Regions from separate parts of the Mus musculus genome. Here regions 2, 3 and 4 are each linked to region 1. The links are chromatin contacts, called in public HiChIP or PLAC-seq and promoter capture Hi-C maps. All regions are on one chromosome and are shown on one strand. The core of a region is the stretch at or near the end of the contact, and the rest is flanking DNA. Distances in the headings are between cores, read along the strand shown.

What was found. Promoter capture Hi-C pulls out the DNA fragments that hold promoters and counts their contacts. HiChIP or PLAC-seq counts read pairs in DNA pulled down with a chosen protein or histone mark.
Region 2: an H3K27ac HiChIP or PLAC-seq map of the NIH/3T3 cell line shows a contact between it and region 1, with 11 times the contacts expected there. The contact joins two enhancer-like sites. A contact is called at or near these places in 1 of 15 datasets of contacts at CTCF or cohesin (the NIH/3T3 cell line), 2 of 484 Hi-C or Micro-C datasets (bone marrow-derived macrophages and embryonic fibroblasts) and 1 of 115 datasets of contacts at active chromatin or transcription factors (the NIH/3T3 cell line).
Region 3: an H3K27ac HiChIP or PLAC-seq map of the NIH/3T3 cell line shows a contact between it and region 1, with 4 times the contacts expected there. The contact joins two enhancer-like sites. A contact is called at or near these places in 1 of 484 Hi-C or Micro-C datasets (nephron progenitors) and 2 of 115 datasets of contacts at active chromatin or transcription factors (the NIH/3T3 cell line and embryonic fibroblasts).
Region 4: a contact with region 1 is called in a promoter capture Hi-C map of HPC-7-derived erythroid cells, with 5 times the contacts expected there. The contact joins the promoter of Ptgs2 here to the enhancer-like site in region 1. A contact is called at or near these places in 3 of 39 promoter capture datasets (HPC-7-derived erythroid cells, cranial neural crest and macrophages), 1 of 15 datasets of contacts at CTCF or cohesin (the NIH/3T3 cell line) and 2 of 9 other capture datasets (adipose tissue and pancreatic islet).

Annotation. Positions count from the first base shown.
Region 1 is chr1:149,812,061-149,815,748 of GRCm38.p6, forward strand. No RefSeq gene overlaps it. Among named protein-coding and RNA genes, the nearest start is that of Gm23535, 110 kb to the left of the region's middle. Within about 2 kb of position 2,116, at least 14 of the 459 cell types and tissues checked have an H3K27ac peak or open chromatin away from gene starts, as enhancers often do. A contact at or near this core is called in the NIH/3T3 cell line, where this site is marked.
Region 2 is chr1:150,258,446-150,262,133 of GRCm38.p6, forward strand. No RefSeq gene overlaps it. Among named protein-coding and RNA genes, the nearest start is that of Pdc, 59 kb to the right of the region's middle. Within about 2 kb of position 1,991, at least 9 of the 459 cell types and tissues checked have an H3K27ac peak or open chromatin away from gene starts, as enhancers often do. A contact at or near this core is called in the NIH/3T3 cell line, where this site is marked.
Region 3 is chr1:150,128,342-150,132,029 of GRCm38.p6, forward strand. No RefSeq gene overlaps it. Among named protein-coding and RNA genes, the nearest start is that of Ptgs2, 30 kb to the left of the region's middle. Within about 2 kb of position 1,885, at least 24 of the 459 cell types and tissues checked have an H3K27ac peak or open chromatin away from gene starts, as enhancers often do. A contact at or near this core is called in the NIH/3T3 cell line, where this site is marked.
Region 4 is chr1:150,098,216-150,101,903 of GRCm38.p6, forward strand. Ptgs2 (prostaglandin-endoperoxide synthase 2) reads left to right here and starts at 1,816. Exons shown (of 10, transcript NM_011198.4): 1 at 1,816-2,060; 2 at 2,759-2,875; 3 at 2,998-3,141. The coding sequence starts at 2,009. It overlaps Ptgs2os (prostaglandin-endoperoxide synthase 2, opposite strand), which reads right to left and starts at 1,659. Exons shown (of 5, transcript NR_015466.3): 1 at 1,213-1,659.

The DNA.
Region 1 (3,688 bases), core at 866-3,365:
AGATCCAGCTGTAAGGCATTTTCTCAATTAATGATCAAGGGGGGAGGTCCCCTTGTGGGCGGTGCCATCTCTGGGCTGGGCTCTTGGTTCTATAAGAGAGCAGGCTGAGCAAGCCAGGGGAATCAAGCCAGTAAAGAACATCCCTCCATGGCCTCTGCATCAGCTCCTGCTTCCTAACCTGCTTGAATTCCAGTCCTGACATCCTTTGGTGATTAACAGCAATGTGGTAAATGTAAGCTGAATAAACCCTTTCCTCCCCAACTTGCTTCTTGGTCATGATGTTTGTGCAGGAATAGAAACCCTAAGACACAAGTCATACATCATACTGAAGTGAGGGTGAGACATCGAAAATGGCAACTATAGGACTAAAAAAAGGTCTAGTATGGCTGCTTCCTTTTAGACACCATGACAAAATCTGTCCCCTTGCCTTTCAAGCCTCTAAAAGACAGAGGGGTTCTCAACATGAGGGTTGCAACTCCTTCTAACCTTCCAAGAAAATATAGTTACTTTATAATTTATAAAATGAGCAAAATTACAGTTATAAAGTACAAGTAAAGTTTATTTTATGGTGGGAGGGTCACCACAACATGAAGGAAGAGAAATAGTGCTCTAAGTCTGTATTCTGAAAGCCGTTTTCTATTTTGGCAGTATACTCTGAGATCCTTGGTTTTTCCTCTCATCTCTGGCTCTCCTGTCTTTCTCTTTCTTTTTAATAGGACCACTGTGGGACAGCAGAGGTGTCTCAGCCCATAAAGGCACAGGCTACTCTTCCAGAGGGTCCCTGAAGTCTGTCTCTCCAGTTCCAAGGAGATGCAATGTCCTTTTATGGCTTCTTTGGGAACTTCACACATATGACACAGACATGCAAGCAAAAAAACTCACACACACACAAAACAAAAAATAAAGGGGAAAAAGAGATCCATGTGTTTACATTGAGCCTATTTCTTTAATCAGATTCATCAAATCACCTTTCTCCCATAAGGTAAAGCATTCACACTTTGCAGAGATGAGCTCTCTTCAGAGGTCTAATAATCCAGTCATCCTCGATGAACTGAGTCAAAAGGGCTGGGCATCCTGACTCCTGTGAAGTGGAAATCAGTCTGAACTTCATTCAAGATTTAATGATCACCATCATGGTTCAAACTATTGATATTGTGCACTAGAGTAGCTAAAGAGATATTAATAGATAATATGTAGATCAAAATAGTATAGTAGTTTATTTTGAAATGTTTCCCACAACCCAGTTCTATCATTCTCTGGGTGTATAAACTTGGGTCACTAAACTGAAACTTTTTTTGTTCCCTTCCTTCCAGGAGAAGGATAAAAAGGAGCATTAATAAATGTATACATAACATAATTTGTAGATCTATTGTATTGCCTGATGCCATCACAGCTCTTTGGTAATGGATGAATGCAAGAAGATCTAAAGTTGACTTTTAATTATAATTGAGTGAGACTGTTGCATATGTCAGAGAACACTGTGGGTTAAAGTCAAAAGTCTTCCTTTTTGACACGATCTTTGGTGGTGCTCAGATTGCTTTGCTCCCACACGGTTAGGTGGTAACAGCTCACAAAGAGGATTCTGAGCAATTTCTAATTGTGGTAGTGATAATTTAGAGCTGACTGACAGACTGCTTACAGTTCTGCCAAACTCAGATTGAAATGTTTGTAGGTTTTATCTGCAATAATCCTCACCGTGACCCTCAGAGTGCCCCTTAAGATATTTGTCATCATTAGGCAAGATTCTTCTTATGCTAAGGCTACTGACTCACTACCTGTTGCACAAAACTGATTTGCTAATCAAGAGCAAATCAGTTTGAAATGGAATGTAGTAAAATGCCAGGAAATGCCTCAAATCACTCACCTAAAATGTAGAGCTAAGAGAGGCTAAGTTAACGTAAGTACCTCGTAATAAACTTTTCAGTGTGATTAATTTTATTTTTATAAACTGTTTAAAAAGTTTGGAATCAGAAGGCCCTGAGGGCAGGGTAGCAGCCTAATCTGAAGCTTTAAACCAAGCATTTGTAATCATTCTTTTTTCTGCCTTACACTTCTGATGTAGAAGATAAACACTCTTGTAGCTCTCAGATGAATCATTCTAACCACTGCGTCTAGAGGATTCAGTAAAACTCAGACCAGAGTCAGACACTCTGATGTCTGACAAGTAGATTGGAGTGAACAGGGAAAACCTAGCTGGAACAGAATTTGCCAGGATGAACCCAGTGGCCTCTAAAGTGTCTGACAACACAGACTGGAAAGCCAGATTCTCTCCATGAACCTGTGAACAAACCAAAGACAGAATTCAAAATATGTACTCATGCATGAATACATAGGCTAAAATAATCTGAAAATTCATGAATATGCATTGTTCTTTGAGAGCTAATATTTATGATAAGCCATAAAATAGTTATTTTTCATTATTCTGAGACACAGTGCTTCAAGAACAAGTAGTTAGCCAGGTGGGTTGGCACATGCCTGTAAAGAGTGCCATTAGTGAGTTTGAGGCAAGAAGATCAGGAATTCAAGGTCTTGCAGCCTACATAGTGAGTTCAAAGCCAGCTTGGGCTATGTCATAGTTATGTCTCTACTGCTGTAATAAAACACATAATGCGAAGTGACTTGGAAAGCAAAGGATTTATTTTACCAGACAACTCTCTGGTCTCACCCCATTACTGAGGAAAGTCGGAGCAAGAACTCAAGGCAGGAACCAGGAGGCAGGAATGGAAGTAGAAGCCATGGAGGGGTGCTGCCTTGCTCCCCATGGGTTTTTCCCCGTGGGTTGCTCAGCCTGCTCTCTCATATTATCAGGATCACAGAATAACCTGCTCAGGATTGAAACAACCCACAATAAGCTGGGCTCTCCCATGTCAATCATCAATAAAAAAAAATGCCGTACAGGCCACACCTATAGAGGTATTTTCTGAATTACTACTAAAATTCCTTCTTTCTACATGACCCTAGCTTGTGTTTAATTGACATAAACCTAGCCAGTTCAGGCAACATGAGCTATATGAAAGTATCTAAGAGAAAAAAGAAAGGAAATGGGAAGAAAACTATCCCTTGTATTATTTAATAAGTACTGAAATGATTCTTTGTAAATTCTTTCTAAAGAGTCAAAACTTTGAGTTTCTCATATTATTGAAATGAAAACACTGAGAGAACAAATAGAAAAGTTCCCCTTCTTAATGTTATCCTCTTTGTGTTAACTGGAAAAGAAAAGTCGTGTGGGAGGAGTTGGGGCTGGGGAAGAACATATTGTAAAGGAAAACCGATCTTCAATTAAAAAAAAAAAAAAAAGAAGAAGAAGCCAGGAAAAAGGGCAGAGCTGTCCACATGTGCAAGCAAGAAGATCACTAGATTACAATGTCATTGAACATTTCTGAGTAGCCACTTTGTTATTTCATCCTTGGGTTAGCATCTGACACTACAGCCATAGGCGGGTTACTTGAAAGTCCCTGACAGCATGTGACATTTGTAAAGCTTTAAGGTTGCTTTGCCTGTGTGTACTAACCTCTTTCCAGCAGCTACTGTGAGGTGAGAGAGAGCAATCACTATGAATGCAAAAGCAGATCAAGTGTGCTACGTGAAAGTGGTGAATCTTTTCTATGGACATGTGGGAAACGCATGCCCTCTCCTGAGAGAAAGGTGTCAGCCACAGGAGGAAATATTCCTTGTTGCAAGGTTCTAT
Region 2 (3,688 bases), core at 741-3,240, 450 kb after region 1:
GAGACACAAATAAAATAGCCAGTTTTCTCCATAGACCAGTGTTTATCAGTTCAATCTTTCTCTTTTTTTTTCGTCAGGATACCTGATTTTATTTTTGAAAAATATCTGTTTATGTATTTTGTGTGTATGAGTGTTCTGTCTGCCCATATGTCTGTACACTTGAAGAGGGCATCACATCCCATTATAGATGGTTGTGAGCCTCCATGGGGTTGCTGGGAATTAAACTCAGGACCCCTAGAAGAGCAGCTTACCTGCTGAGCCTTCTCTCTAGCCCCCAGTTTAATCTGAGTACATACTAAGAATGGTTTTGAATGTCCATCTATTAAATGTGATGCGTGTTTTCAAGAATTATCTAGTTATCCCTGGGATACATAAGAACAGAAATAAGGAACATGCTGAAGAGTTGGCTTGGCTGTTAACATTAGTTGCTCTTTCTCAGGACCCAGGTGGAATTCCCAACATGCAAATGTTACCTCACTACTGTCTATAAGTCCATTTCTACATGATCCAACACCCTCTTCTGGACTCCAGAGGCACCAGAAATGTGCAAGGTACACAGATGCACAAGCAGACCAGATGACTAATTAAGCAATATCAAAAAAATTAAAATTTCACAAAAAAGTAGAAATATATTAAATTTAGAGAGAAGTAAATCACGAAACAATTATGAGGTAGAAGAAATTGAGAGCCACAAACACAGAGGCAGTAGTTGAAGTCACGAGATGCATGAAGCAGGTAAAATGAACAAGGAGAAGGAACCAGAAAAGACACGCCCCACAAAAGCCCCACTAATGGTGGGACACTGATATCGAGTAGCTTGTAAGTAAAGGCTGAGAAGAGATATCCAGAGTCACATAAGAACCAAAACAAAATAGGTAGGGAAACGATGGGTGTCAGGGTTAAAAGATGGAGCCAGGAAGGCCATACTGGTTGTCTAACAAGGGACATGAAACAAGGGTCTTTAATTTAGAATGTAGGTTCTTTTCAATGATGTTGCCTAGAGCAAATGGGTTCATGTGTCTTATAAATCTGGAGTAGTTACAGAGAAGGGAAGGCAGGGACTGAATGCACTGGATGTAAAAATTACAGAAGAACTAAGAGGCAGAGATATACAACTTGACAGAGTTAGTGAAAATGAAAAAATGTTTTGAAAAAATTGCCTTTCCAACATTCAAATGCGAATTGAGACTAAATACTAACCTCACAGACTGTTAACTGGTAGCCCTCTGTGCTGGCTATGTACAGTGAGAAGCATCCTGTCATCAATAGGAATACAATAAAATTTATGGTGTCTGTTCTGTTTCACTTAACTGATACCCCTTTCCTTTGTGATATCTGTAACATTTAATGGCACTCAAACACTTTACGTGTAATTCTCAGTTCATTTGGCTGGTAGTGTGGAGTATAGGGACTTCAACTGACTGGTTGCTTCTCATTAGTAAAATGTCTGCCACGTCACCTAGTAATCCTTAAGAAATATATCTGTAAAGTAAATTAATAAGGACTAGATTTATTCTAACTACAACTGGCTAAATTCATCCTACATCCATGTTATACCCCAAAGATATTAAACTATAAAAAGTTGTTTTCTTTATGGAAATTAAGATCATGTCCCTGAGTCCAATATAGTAAATATATTTTCTTTTGTTTTTAGTTTTTATAAGGTGAATATTTTCAGTGGTTCAAGTTTCTATCATTGTTCATTCCTTGAGCATAAATTTTAAAACTACTCAAAACTGCCTAGTTGATCTAGACAGTCATACCCACTGCTGTTCAGCCCAGCAGATGACTAAAGCTAAGTCTAGCAAGTTTACCGAAAGCAATGCAAGTGGAAAAAAGGAAAAATTCACTTGATATTTGAAGTGGAAAAGTAAAACATGAGTCGGCTTTAAATTGTATTTTTAATATGCTTCGTATTTCCTAAGCTATAATTTTAGTGACTCATCTGAAATTATTGTGTCTGTGTTATTCAGGGAATCTCAGAAAAATGTACAGTCACCACTGAGCCCTCAGTAAATCAGGTATGGGGTTTTATGATATCTGTCCTACAGTAGTCAAAGCATTATCTGTGCTTATCTCCCAAGGCTAGTCAACATCACTTGGAGAATGAATCAAGCCATCTCCTTGAAAGAACTTAGCAATTTCCTGTGCCCAGATTGCAACACTATGGCTTGGCTTGTTTGTTAAGACACTAAAACTAGGACAATTTCTCTAATTATACCATATTACCCTTTATGTGCAAAATCAGTGGTGCTCAACCAGGGGCTACTGGGGTGTCTGACATTGATGACAATAATATTTAGAGATATTTTGGTTGTTGTAACTAAGGTGGCAACAGGTTTCCTATAGACATTTGGTGGATTCAGTTCAGAAATGTCAAAAAAATTCTCAGATGACCAGGGGAGTCCCCACAACAAGCAATCACCCAGTCCAAGAGATCAGTAGCATCAAAGTATGTGCTGAAACTGGTTTCTCAGCTTTCCGAGGACCCTCAGCATCCTTGGAAGCAAATCTCAATGCATTACCTTTGCATAGCTTTTCCTAAATCAACGTGCAGTACTAGCTTCACTGACTAAACTTCCTACCTATACATTAGATTTGATTTCATGGTGACTCATCTTGACAAACCAGTGAGAAATTCAAAGTTCAGGCTTGCTGCTGACACTTGTTTTTCCCTGATTATAATTTGAGTTCTATTATAAAAACCATTTCATAGATTTCCATTTCAAGAAATTTACTCTACAATAATCTACCTTTCTACCCTGCCTTTTTAAACTTCTCCAAACTTCATCGCCTGTACCAGTGGTAGCACAGATAATGTGTTAAAAAGTGTGAAGGAGCAGCTAAGTATTTTATTGTTCTTCTAGCAAAAATGTTTAAATAATATTTCTAGAAAGTCATATGGCCAATGTCAATTACTGAGTCACTTTAGTAAAAATAAATACACATTAAAAGGCTATATAGTATGGCCTCCAATATCAGCTAAAACTCTACCTCTAAATAAAATTGAAAACCTTGGTCTATTTTTTTCATCCACTTGCAAGCCAGTGATCATACCAACGACACCTATAAAAGGAACAAATGAAAGCAAAGGAAAGCTCCAAGTTAAAATAAAGTAGAGTTTATTAGCAATATTCTCATTCAAATGGTTGTCCTTGGTGGAGGGTCCTTTAAGAAGTAATCACTATATTAATTGACCATTATTTCCCTGGCTCTGAACAATCTCTTAATACATTTTTTAAGTGCAAAGATTCTCCAATATATATGGAGGAGTTCATCAAGGTCATGAATTGTAGGAAGTGGTTTTAAGGCTCAGAATAAGTAATGCCTTGCTGATATGGCTCAAAGACGCTTGTCTCCTCCAAAACTCCTACATGGAAACTCATGTTGAAATTTAGTCCCCGTCATCAAGCTTTAAGAAGGTGGAAACTAAGTAAGGCCTCTAGAAGGTGACTATAGTTAGAAAATATTATGTGGTAGAGTTCTCATGATTGAAACTAGTCATACACACACACACACACACACACACACACACACACACACACACACGACTTTCTTTCACCAAGTGCCAAGTGACATCCTGTGCCATGTAATGGTCCTTCCATCAAGAAAGCCCTTACAAGACCTTGGACCAGAACCATGAGAAACAGTAAATAAATCTCTTTTCTTCATACCTGTCTCTGGTATT
Region 3 (3,688 bases), core at 635-3,134, 320 kb after region 1:
GATAGGATATGCCCAACTTTCAGAAGAACAATAAAGGAAAGAAAAGCTATTTAAGATCAGCACAAGGAAAGAGAGTCTATGAGTTATGTTCCATGAGTTGAGCTCAGTGCAGTGGAGTTGAGTCAGTCTGTTGGGAATCAGTGCAGTGAGTACAGTACAGTGCAGTGGAGTTTGTTTCTGAGTTCATACAGTTTAGTGCAGATCAGCAGAGGCAGTTCATACCAGAGAAAAAGAAGGAGCCAGAAAATTAGAACATATTACCAGAGTTAGTTTGAGGCCAAGTGGAGCAATTCAGTCAGAAGCTGAGTGAAGCCAGATTGAATCAGTCAGCTTGGAGAGGAGTTTGAGCCAGATAGATATTTGTGTAGGTCATTTTCTTTAAAGTGGACAATGGAGTCCTGAAAGGTTGAAAATAGACAAGCTGAGCAGCAGAGACATGAAAGAAAAGAGAATCATGTGGATACTAAAGTAAATATGTATCAATGAAAAACAAAATAGAGTTGAGGATATAGCTCAATTGGTAGAGGGCTTGCCTAACACTCATGTGGTCCTAAGTTAGATCCACAGTTGCATATCAACCAAAGATATCTGTATATGCCTCTAATACCACTAGGTGGGAGGTGGAGACAGGAACATTGAGCCTTTACTACATTAAGCATTCATCAACTTCAGCTGGATGAGATCCTGTCTAAACAAAAGTAGAGTAGTGACAGAAAGAGAGAGGGAGAGAAGGAAGGGAAGGAAGGGGAAAGAGAAGGGAGGGAGAAGGAAGGAAGGGAGGGAGGGAGAAGGAAGGAAGGGAGGGAGGGAGAAAGGGAGGAAGGAAGAAAGGGAGGGAGGGAGGGAGGGAGGGAGGGAGGGAGGGAGGGAGGGAGGGAGGGAGGGAAAGAAGGAAGGAAAGATGGAAAAGGAGGAAGGAGAAAGGAAGAAGGAAGTAATAGAGGAACAGATTGAGAAAAAGAGAGGGGAGGGTGGGAGAAAAGGAAGGAGAGAAAGAAAGAAAAAAGAAGGAAAGAGCAAACATCCTGAAATAGAAATCGTATTAAAGGACATCAGGATAGAGTTGGAGGCCTGGAGCAGTTTTTGTGTCCCAGAACAGGAATTGAACAGAGACACACGAGTGGTAGCAAAAGCAGGAACAATTTGTTAAAAGAATGTACACTTTTGGGCTGCATGACATCTCAGTCATTAAAGTACTTGTGGTACAATAATGAGGACCTGCATTCAGTGTTTAGATGTCACATGAAAAGGCAGATCATGGTAGAACATGCTTGTAATCCCAGTGCTAGAGATCACAGGGCACATGCAGTTCACAAGTGTTGGCTTATCCTAGTTGGTGAGTTCTAGTCCAGATGACAGACTATGTCTCAAAAAACAAGGTAGACAATTCCCAAGCAATGGTACCTGAGTCTGATCTCTGCCCCCTACACATGTGCATTTGTAACCATGTCCAATGTGCAGATGTATACCATCACATATGAACGTACACATACACATAGACTTATACAAAGCAAAAGAAAGAAAAAAGAAAGTTCACTTCTAGATCGTGGGTGGGCAGAGTAGGCTAGAGTAGAGAATTTAACAGTTCAGTTGGCCCCACTGTACAAACAATTGGGGCTTTTATGTCACATTGTGTAAGCTTTGGGGGGGGGCGGCGTATAACATTTACTTTGCTAATAGCTCTTAAATGTCCACACACAATGGATGTTCTAGTGTTGTAATAAATCATGGGTCACCTTCAGACATTCCTGAGCACTTCTGCTCCTGTTCTTAGACTTTGTGTAAGCCTAGCGACCCTCACTCTCCACCCTACTTCCCTGCCTCTGAAATGCTTGGAGCATCAGCAAGGAACCTAGATGGTTAGAATGTGAGTGAGCAAGACAAAACTAGCTACGATGACCTCGAAGTGGATGCTACATACTGAGTCACCCAGAGCACCACAGGACTTACGGATGAATAGATTCTTCCTAAAATTCATGGAAATTCTCCAGAGGATAGACTTCGGATAGAAGTGTGACAAAGAGTAGTTCATGCATGCTAGATCCAGTCACCATTTTGATTGTTGCAAATTATAGGCTGGCTTCTCTTCTATCCTTTTTCTCTACGTTTGTTTTGTTGTTGGTTTTTTTTTTTTCCATTGCATTTGTCTCAGGCTGCCCTGAGATTCTTGATCCGATTGTCTCCATCTTCTGAGTGCCAGAATCCCAGCTGTGCACTTCGTGCTCTCAGTGTAGTGTTGTGTTTGTGAAAAGGTCTTGATGCTTGTGGACTTTACCAGGGGGATTTAGAGAAAAGAATAGAGGAAATCTTCAGGCTGGGATGTGGTCCATTCCCTGTCAGTGAACAAATAAAAGCTTTGGGTTAAAGGCCAATTTTATTTGGCAAACTTTATTGTCGACAGAACGATTTTATTGCCTTAGCTACCTTAGGGCTAATAGTAATATACAGATGGGCTTATGCAAAGTGAGCATGCATTTCCTTTTTCCACCCCGGCTGTGGATTATATTACAAAGCATTCCTGTGATGACTAAAAAGGAAGACTGCTATGAACAAATTATTAATATTCCCTGTTGTGAACTGACTTTCTCTTGTGGAAAGAAGGATAGTTGATGGCATTTCCTGATTACATGTTTGCATCTCCAGGACCAAAAAAAAAAAAATGCACTGCTCTGGTTTTAATAACAAATCCAAAAGGAAAGCTCTGGTGAGCCTCCTGGGATCATATGCTCATGTTGGCTCCATTACTGAGACTATAGAAATGGATGAGTCACGCTGACAGGCCAGGTTCTTACACCCATCCCAGCACTGGGGTAAACGTGCTGTGCCCACTGTCTTTGACACCCTTTTCTTTTTATTCTTTTCTTTTTTTTTCTACAAAGTACTCCTTTTATTTTTTGAGATAAAATTAATTATCTTCCCCTAGCCATTCCTCCTTCCAAACCCTATTATACCCTCCCATTTACCTCTCTTTGCTTTCTTTCATATTCATGACCTCTTTTTTAGTAATTATTGTTACCTACACACACATGATATATATACTCATAAATACAGATACTAAAATATATACACATATACATAAACACACACACATAGCCTGTTTGTTCTGTATGTGTGTAATATGTATGGAGTATGTATATATGTATATTTACATCCTTTTCTTATTCCACTCTTCTGTTTGTTGGTTAATTGGCTTTTGGAGATAGGGTATGGCTTTTTAGCCCAGGGTGCCCTGGAACTTGTGGTTCTCTTGCTTTGGCTCCCAATTGCTGGGATTACATGAACCACCACAATAGTGTTTATTCTATTCTACTGCAATTCAGAGTTTACACTCCAGAAATAGAGCTGTGGCAACACAGCACAGGTGTTTGGATTCACAGCTGTAGGTTTGTATGAACCTGGCTCATGTGTTTTAAAGCTCACTAGACTTTTTCCTCTTTCTCAAGTAGGATAACTAATGAAACCAATGGAAAAATACCAGTAAAACATGAAACAGAGGGAAGCTATGATGATATTTTAGGGAGTTGATGGATAACACCCTTCTTTTCTTTCTTCAACTGTTTACATAGAGAGAGTCAAGAAAACGGAAATACCTTTTAAACCAGTCAGATCATGTTTGTATGTTCAAAATGCCGCAGAGGTTTTCAATCCCACACCCAAGAAACGCAAAGTCATTATAGGTCTGTCCTGC
Region 4 (3,688 bases), core at 566-3,065, 290 kb after region 1:
CTGAAACGTGCTCTGTGGACCAGGGAGGCCTCAGAGATCTGCTTAGACTCCTTTTTCTCCCTCAATGCTGGGATTAAGGGCCAACATCACCATCCACCACCACCCCCTTTGCCATAATCTCTTTTAAAACATCAGAATATACTTCTCTACATAATGGGCATACAATTAATATTAGATGAGGATGGAGTTGGTCAAAGTCAGTTGAAGATTTCACTAGAAAATGTTCGTACACAGTCAAGAATGTGGAATTTTATACAGTTCCTAGCTGAAGTTCGTATCAGGAGCTCTAACAAACTTAGTTTGACACCATGCACTTCCCGCATTTAAAATAAAACAGAAAACAAGAACTATTTAAAGGGATTCTCCAAAAGAAAACAGTCTGTGCTTTCAGTTGAAATTTCCCATAAGACTCCGTGTAAGAGGCTGGGAGTGCCATACCTGGACTGATTAAACATGACTAGAACAAAGGCCCTGGGTGACATGGAGTTTTAGTCACTGTGTCTCATGTAGCATCAAATTAGCTTGCACATGAAGCAAACAGTTAAAAAAAAATTCCATGAGTATTCTTACTTTCTGGGAGACTTCCGCAGAGTCAGGTATTTGCTAGAGTTTCCTAAGTGCTGCTTCTCATGGTCGATTGGATTCCCCCATGTGGATATTCTCCCCTTTCATTTTTGTTTTGTTTTGTTCTGTTTTGTTTTGAGCAGGGGTCTTGCTGTGTTACCCAGCCTGCTTCAAACCATTTTCCTGACTTAACTGTCCTCAGAATATAGTGTAATTTCACACTCTGTGTCATTTTTTTTATCCATTCACGCCAAGAACGTACAGTTTAGTTGAATTTTTTAGTTTCCTCCTTTTCTTATTTTGCTCCTTTTCGCTACTCCATCCTCACACCCCCTCCATGGCCAACACAAACACAGTAGGAAGATATCCAACACTATCAAAAACATCACCTCTCTAGGCAAATAATTTTTTATCAAACACTGTTTCTGAATGAAGTGAATTTTTTTTTAAGGTTAGGGAGAATAAGGCTAGTTATGGAAAAATAACTATTACCTTTTGATCCGTTGCCATAACATACTTTCTTGTAAACATGGACAGAAAAAGTTTTTAAAAGGTACATTTGAAAACAAATTCTTTCTAGTGATACATCCCGTGAAAAGAGTTGCTGATCAAAATGATAAAAGCTATGTAACAGCAGGGGGAAAATACCTTAAAGCAATGCTGTGGACACTTAGCATTCCGATGAAGTGGAGCTCAGCATCTGTCCCTGGGAAAGGCGAGTGCCAGGGGCTCCTGTGACTGCAGAACCCGGAGGGTAGTTCCATGAAAGACTTCAACCTAATTCCACCAGTACAGATGTGGACCCTGACAGAGGACACTCATTTCATTAAAAATAGAAGAAATTAAATTAACCGGTAGCTGTGTGCGTGCTCTGAGCAGCGAGCACGTCAGACTGCGCCCCAGTGGGGAGAGGTGAGGGGATTCCCTTAGTTAGGACCTTAGATCCCGGGAGGGGAAGCTGTGACACTCTTGAGCTTTTAGGCCCCCACTGGATGCGCGACTGGGAGGAAACCGGAGACCCCAAAGAGCGCCAGACTAGGCGCAGACTCAGCGAACCACAGGGCGCCTGGAGGGATGGAGAGGGCGGTGCAGCTCTCTTGGCACCACCTGGGGCAGCCAAGGGCAGCTTCCCGGCTTCCTTCGTCTCTCATTTGCGTGGGTAAAAGCCTGCCGCTGCGGTTCTTGCGCAACTCACTGAAGCAGAGAGGGGGAAAAGTTGGTGGGGGTTGGGGAAAGCCTAAGCGGAAAGACAGAGTCACCACTACGTCACGTGGAGTCCGCTTTACAGACTTAAAAGCAAGGTTCTCCCCATTAGCAGCCAGTTGTCAAACTGCGAGCTAAGAGCTTCAGGAGTCAGTCAGGACTCTGCTCACGAAGGAACTCAGCACTGCATCCTGCCAGCTCCACCGCCACCACTACTGCCACCTCCGCTGCCACCTCTGCGATGCTCTTCCGAGCTGTGCTGCTCTGCGCTGCCCTGGGGCTCAGCCAGGCAGGTGAGTTGCGCCCCGAGGCGCCCTGGGACTCCTCAGGCTCAGACCCCCTTTCTAGCAGTGTGGGCCTGGCTGTGTATTGGCAAAGAGCCTGGACTGCTTAAGTCCTGAGGAACTGCAACCCACTTTCAGGTTTCTTATTTGCTAAAAACCAATAGTCTTAATGGCTTACAGGTTGTCATTATGGTAAGACAATCTGATCAATACTTGTGAAAAGCATAGATGTGGGCAACTGAACAAGAGTGGCTGCTTTGAATACCTGTTAGAGTTTTTCTATCCACAGAAAAATCCAGAATACATTTTTAAAAATATATTTAAAATGCTAAAACTTGACTGTTTTAATTTTATTTTCTTTACACTAAATTTTGACTATTGCACTAGGTCGATCCATTTTAATATTTAAAGGGATGCTTAATAATTCTAGTCTGTGTGTCCGAGTTATTTTAAAAATGTTGGTAATGTGAACTATGAAGTTAGGTCCTCTGTGTTTCTTGCTTAAGAATACAAAGTTGCTTGCTATTTCCATAAACAGTTGATAAGACAGACTTAATTAAAATAATGACCTTTTTAAATCTGGGTCTACCTATGTATTTGTCAAACTTATCATTGTAAAGTTGACCCATAGTGACAGAATTAAATCCTTAAGTTAAGATGAGAACAACCAAGAGTAACTGACAGGATATCTTATTTTTTTAATGTAGCAAATCCTTGCTGTTCCAATCCATGTCAAAACCGTGGGGAATGTATGAGCACAGGATTTGACCAGTATAAGTGTGACTGTACCCGGACTGGATTCTATGGTGAAAACTGTACTACACGTAAGTTTTTCCTGGGGTATCTTCCTTTGGAATGTGGCCACATGTGTAACCATCATTCTGTAGATTTGTGTCCTATGGGGGAGGGGCCTGCTCATTCTTCCTCCTGCTTTGTCTCTCTCCAGCTGAATTTCTGACAAGAATCAAATTACTGCTGAAGCCCACCCCAAACACAGTGCACTACATCCTGACCCACTTCAAGGGAGTCTGGAACATTGTGAACAACATCCCCTTCCTGCGAAGTTTAATCATGAAATATGTGCTGACATGTAAGTACAACCCTCCCTTGTTTTCCAGCATCCTCCAACACAACTAGGCACTAGAAACCCAACCCCAAGAACTATCCTGACCTTTTCAAAGGGCTTGAAGTATACCTTTTCTAATCTGTTTTTCCCCTGAAATGTCTAAAATACAGTCATGAAAACCTGTAGTCTCTATTCTAGTTTTGACCCCTGTCCTTCATTCGTGTGGAGGAAGTGTGGTTCACTTGTTCATTGAATAAATACCCATGGCTCACAGAATTGTTCGGAACACATAGAATTGTTCTGAACCTTTGAAACAAATGGTTGACTAGGGTTTGGGTCAGAAGAGAAAAATAGCTGTCTGTAGTTATTGGTGAGGGCCATGCCCAAATGTCTCTGTCATCAGCTATGGAACAGGGAGTGGGTAGAAACTGAAAAGTCAAGACTACTGGAGCAGAATGTCCTGTGTAAAATTTAAGCTTTATTGAAGATGCATTTTCAGTGCTCTTTAAAGTTCAGCCATTGTACAGCAGGGTATCTTTGTCTGAAGGAAATCTAGTCTCTGTACTTGCTA